2 separate regions of the Gasterosteus aculeatus genome follow, and region 2 is linked to region 1. A link is a contact called in public Hi-C data. All regions are on one chromosome and are shown on one strand. The core of a region is the stretch at or near the end of the contact, and the rest is flanking DNA. Distances in the headings are between cores, read along the strand shown. Region 1 holds the start of thumpd3 (THUMP domain containing 3). Region 2 overlaps srgap3 (SLIT-ROBO Rho GTPase activating protein 3).

Region 1 (2,829 bases), core at 118-2,617:
GCTTTGGTGACATTTCCTCCCTTCCGGTAGCCTTTCCTCTTTTTTAATTTGCCATTTAGCTTCCAAACCGCCAAGGCATCAGTCCAGGGGAGTTTGGAGGCGAGCTGCATCATCTCCGTCAATGTCTCTTCCTGCACAAACACAGTGTTCATTAACCCTCACAATAATCAGCAGCTACAACAGAACAATGATGCTCGTAGGTTACCTTTGATTCTTTGAATGGGTAATGATCGTATTCCGCAACCACCACAAACAGGTTGTCCACAGACCTCAGAAGATGTACCTAGAGTTTTAGAGAACAGAAAAGTTTGCCAGGATAAAGATCAGTGTTTGAACACACACACACACACACACACACACACACACACACACACACACACACATATGTATATCGACCAAAGCTTTTTCTATGCATATTATGATGTTTGTCAGCGAGCAACGACGAAGAAGAAAAAGGGCATGCGTTGATGTCAGGATTGTCACCTGGGAAAGCTTGTCGGTGGTTATTGGAAAGTAGATGCGACCACGATCTTTCCCGATTTGTGCATCGACCCCAATTTTCTCCTTGACCTCTTCTGCAGCAGTGTGCTCGAATCCTGTAGGCACGGTCGCTCCGATGGTGACAGCAAGGACGTCGCCATCGTTCATAGCGGAGCGAGAGGTGGATGCTGCAGCTGCGTTAAGGCCCGACTCTGCAGCCCCGCCTTCCTGGGAGGACATGCTGTGTTTGTGGGCTGCGCCTCACCAGATGAGATGTACCTGGATGATGTGTAGCACAGCTGGAGCACATGTAACTTAGCCCTTGGAGGGGAAGAGAAGTGACGTTATTTAAACAGTTGCTGACGTTACAGCATGTTTTTGCCATACTGAGGCATGAGCCATTTGCTACAAAGCTAACTTTAAGTGTTATAAACATATACATGTGGGCTGTTATGAGTCATAAGTTTGCATAGACGATGGTTGAATTAAACAAAGTGAATAAACATGTGACGTTGTTGCAGGGAAATCAATCATACTGGTTACCTTAGTTAACGTTAGCTGGCTATAGTGAAGTTAGCTTTGAGGTGCTAAAAAGTTGTTACGACACAACAACAAGCTAACGTTAGCCACCGATAAAGAGCTTCGTTTACGCCGCCATTCTGGCACTTTTTAATGTGATAGGCGCCCCGGCTGAGCCGTAGCAGCAGGTGAAAATAGCAGAACAGTTAGTTTTATTAAACTTGCTAACTGGAATTCGACCAACCTGTCAAGACACGAGGCGACAAAAGTCACGCTTCCTCTCAGCCAGCAACAACATCAATACTTCCGGCAGAAATACTCCAAAATAAAAGCATCATCTCCACAAAGGTAATTTTTCAAATGTGGCCAAATGTCAAAATACTTCTTGAAGGAAATGGGAAGAGTGTCATGTCTATTCTACAATAGTGTAAACAAATCATGTGCAAACTATGTAAACACTTATTACGTGCACATGAACCGTATCTTTTTGTATTTATTTCCCCAAACAACGGTAAATTAGTTCAGTATATCATGGCCAATGAAATCCATATTTATATGTCTTATTAGTATTGTTCATTAAATTATTTTAATATAAATACTTTTATAATTACATGACAAAAAAAATCTAATCTAATCACAACTGTAACTTACTTGGAGATGAGAGTTATTGATTTTGTTTCGTAACCGTCACTATTTATTATATGACCGTAATAAATTGGGCATGGTGCTTAAATCATAATGCAAATCATTAAAACTAGCATAGCCTTGGTTTTGTTGTGAAAGCTAGATGCCCAAACCGGAAATCTAGTTTGGGTCAATTTGTTTCTTCTTACCAATGTGCTTCCATTCATTTCTACTGGCTTCTACTTCCGGGTATAACTTTCCAACAGGTAGTCGACAGAGGGCGCTGTGATATAAGTTTCGAACAAACTGTGGTTTGAGAGAACTGAGCAAAACCGTTCACCTTCGAAACGACACAATAAAGAGCAGAATAACAGACGTTTGTGTAGAGAGTTGTGTTAAGAATATCTGTGTACTGTTCTGTGTCGTATTTGCTTGTGTGATTAATTGAACATCTGTGCAGTGCAAGTTAGAGCCGTAACTGTGAGATATTTGTCTGTTTATTAGAAAATAAATAGTTGCTCTTTTTATAATTTTATATGTACCATACCCGTTTTCGAATTCACTGTGGTTGAGTGAGGTTTAAAACATTTAATTAAAATTAAATTATATTACTTGAATGCCTAACTGACAGAAAAATACGCCAGCATTGTAGCGTATTCCTTGCCCCTCCACACCACATAAATCGTGTTTATGGAACATGTTTTGTTGTTTTTCTCACCATTTATTAAAGGTCAAGTTTATTTACTTTCCAACTGATTCATACGTGTAAAGTCTTAGAGACGAGTGGGCGTGTGTTTGTGTCAAAGAACGAAAAGTTCTGCACAACAGATGGCCAATTTTGCACGGAGTACAGGAAGAAAACTTTTGAATAATAAAACATTAGCAACACATATTTTCCTTATTCTCTGCAGAGAGAATAATCAGACAAGCTCTCACAGTTAAAATGAACTGAATAATAAAAGTTCAGCTGCAAGGTTTGAGGCTCGGACAGAAGATCAAACAGTATTGTCTGACTTGCTTATAATTCAGATAAGCGCGGATGAGGTGCTTCTATATACAGCTGCAGAATTCTACAGCTACACCTGCAGAATTTTATACTGGAATTGTCTTCCAGTGTTGAGAGTGAGATTATTCTTTAAATTGTTCTCTTAGTGTGTATTATATGACAAAGTAAGACAAGCAGAGATGTGAGCCTATACTTTTCAG
Region 2 (2,700 bases), core at 3-2,502, 57 kb after region 1:
CCAATCAACGTGAGCTGGACGGCCCGGTGTATGAGAAGTGCATGACTGGGGGGGAGGAGTACTGGTGAGTACTGGTGGTTAGAAAAATACACTTGTATTATGACTGCGCTTGTTTTGGTTCAGAGAAAAGGGTTTTATTTTATGTATTGTTGTATCATTGTATTGTTCCAACGTCTATTTAACCTCTCCATTGTCTCCCACAGTGACAGCCCCCATAGTGAACCAGGAGCTATTGACGAGGCTGACAATGGAACTGAACAACACACCAGTGATGACGGTCAGTACATCATGTTGCCATGTTTCAAGCGGAGGAGTTGTTATTACGCAGCTATTTCCCTGGGGGGGGGGGGGGGGGGGGGGGGGGTTGGGCAATGTGGGCCTATGGGTCCGTTTCTCTGTTTGTGAGTCGGGTCCAGGCAGAGACCTTTGGATCGATTGCCTTGACATTCAGTTCAGAAATTCATGGTCCATGACAATGAGCTGATATTGGTGATCTTTTGACTTTTAACCAACATGTTGACATTTGAGTTCTTCGACAATGATTGTTTCCATACCTCTAAAGGTGGTACAGATACGTTTGTCCCCCCTCAAGAAGAACTAGTAACTTAACCATCAGTTTTTCTTTAATTTGCTAAATACTTTAGACTTTGTGAACAAGTAGCTGTACTTTATGTTTATTACTAATAAGCAACTATGAGCATGCTAACATGCTAAACTAAGATGGTTGCTGCGAGCTAAAGTTATCAAGTTAATGTTATTATTGTGAGCATGTTCGCATGCAGACCTTATTATACAACTAAAAGAAACGCACATACAGGTGCACGGAGCTGCTGGCACTGGTTTTAATCTTCACGCGGGCTATTTTTTTTATTTTTCCTGACAGATTGTGTCTAATGATAATTGTTAGTCGATATCAGAGCAAGCGTAAAATTATGTTATCTGATACACCATCTTTTTAAACGTGTGACTATTTCATACTTAGAAAATATAGAAAATCCAAAAGAGGTTCACATTTTGGCAAAAAGTATCGGATGGATTTTGCATAATATTTGCTGTAAGGCGACTTTGAGGATAAGATAGTTGTATAGAATTACCTTTTCCACTGAGGGATTTTGACTGAAAGATGAGTTCTGTGCTGCAATAGCTTATGATTGCAAAAGCCTTTGTGATGTTTGAAGTTGAGTAACAGTGTTGGCATGCAGTGCTTCCTCCTTGATCTGTCTGTGTGTGTGTGTGTGTGTGCGTGTGTGTGTGTGTGTGTGTGTGAGAGAGAGAGTCTTTCTCCTCCCGCTTCCCCCACTTGCTCTTTGTTCAGTGTTAGTCAGCAATTCTCCTGAGACTTTCTCCTTTGTGCATTATTTCCCCCAATTATCCTCCGAGCTTTGAATACATAACTGGGCTTTGCACAAAAGCCAAAACAAGTGTAGTAAACAGAATAATATCTATCGTATGCGAAGAGGTAGTGTTCACATGCGTGTTTGTATATTGAGTGCGTGAGGTCAGAACGGGGGGACATTTGTGCTGTTGGTTGCATTTGTAATGAGGGATCCTGACCCTTTCTTTTCTTACTTGTAAAAGACACACCAACTGATTGACTGCTGTAGATTCTGCCGCTGCAGACCTCCGTGCTGCTGTTACGTGGCCTCACTGTCTAAGGTGTTGCACTGTGGTTTGTGTAGCCAGATCAGTTGGTTTCTTCCTGCAGCAGCAACCTTTGAATGAAAGAGAACCAAGATAGTTTCAGAACTAGGAAACTGTTCTGTACCTTTTCAATTGTTAATACTTTAAATCAAATATGAATAAAACATGTTTTTATCTTTATTCACTCCCAACTGCGATTGTCGTCCTCCACATCTTTGCTCCCCTTGGTTCATTTATTTTTCATACTTTCTTGGCAAGAGCTAATTGCTGTCACCATACAGTTGACTCTGGCTGACATCTGCTGGCTGGCTGCTGAAATACAAGACTAGGTTTTCTTTTTAGACTATGCAAAACCCTCTGAATATATCTGACTCGTGAGCTAAAATAGTTATTTCTCATACAGCATGTCTGAACAGTAGTGCTTGTTTGTCATGCAATCATGCGTTTTGTAATTATTGATGAATCCTTTTTCATTATGAAGGATTGTTATATTTTAGCTCTATGTTTGAGGGATGTGCAGTGTGAACTGAGTGAGATGACAAACATTTGGGGGTAACATCCAGGAGTGTAAATTGTTTTGCTGATATATGTTTATTTATGTTTTCAGAGGTTGAACAGATTGAGGCCATCGCCAAGTTTGACTACGTCGGACGGACTCCCCGAGAGCTGTCATTCAAAAAAGGAGCCTCTCTGCTACTGTATCACAGAGCATCTGAAGACTGGTGGGAGGGACGTCACAATGGTGTGGATGGCCTCATCCCACATCAGTACATTGTAGTTCAAGACCTGTGAGTAACAGCAGTTTATCTCGTGTCAAGTCATTACATTTAGAATCATCATCAGTAATTGCTGTCGGCATACGCGACGCGTTCTTCTTATATGTGTGTTTTACGCTCACCATCAGTGCCTCTTCTCTTTCAGGGACGATGCTTTCTCAGATAACCTCAGCCAGAAAGCAGATAGCGAAGCGAGCAGCGGACCATTGCTGGATGACAAGGGTTCATCCAAAAACGACGTTCCATCACCATGTGAACAATCGCCAGATTCCAACTTTGGAGG

What was found. Hi-C and Micro-C count contacts between places; a contact is called where the count stands out from the background.
Region 2: a contact with region 1 is called in a Hi-C map of tail fin, with 3 times the contacts expected there. The contact joins the enhancer-like site here to the promoter of thumpd3 in region 1. A contact is called at or near these places in 4 of 6 Hi-C or Micro-C datasets (skeletal muscle, tail fin and whole body).

Annotation. Positions count from the first base shown.
Region 1 is chr17:9,790,106-9,792,934 of fGasAcu3.hap1.1, forward strand. thumpd3 (THUMP domain containing 3) reads right to left here and starts at 1,368. Exons shown (of 10, transcript XM_040204630.2): 1 at 1,244-1,368; 2 at 484-801; 3 at 206-283; 4 at 1-131. The coding sequence starts at 720.
Region 2 is chr17:9,846,954-9,849,653 of fGasAcu3.hap1.1, forward strand. srgap3 (SLIT-ROBO Rho GTPase activating protein 3) reads left to right here. Exons shown (of 22, transcript XM_078092068.1): 17 at 1-64; 18 at 204-277; 19 at 2,249-2,429; 20 at 2,563-2,700. Among protein-coding and RNA genes, the nearest start is that of rad18, 11 kb to the right of the region's middle. Within about 2 kb of position 1,253, at least 2 of the 9 cell types and tissues checked have open chromatin away from gene starts, as enhancers often do.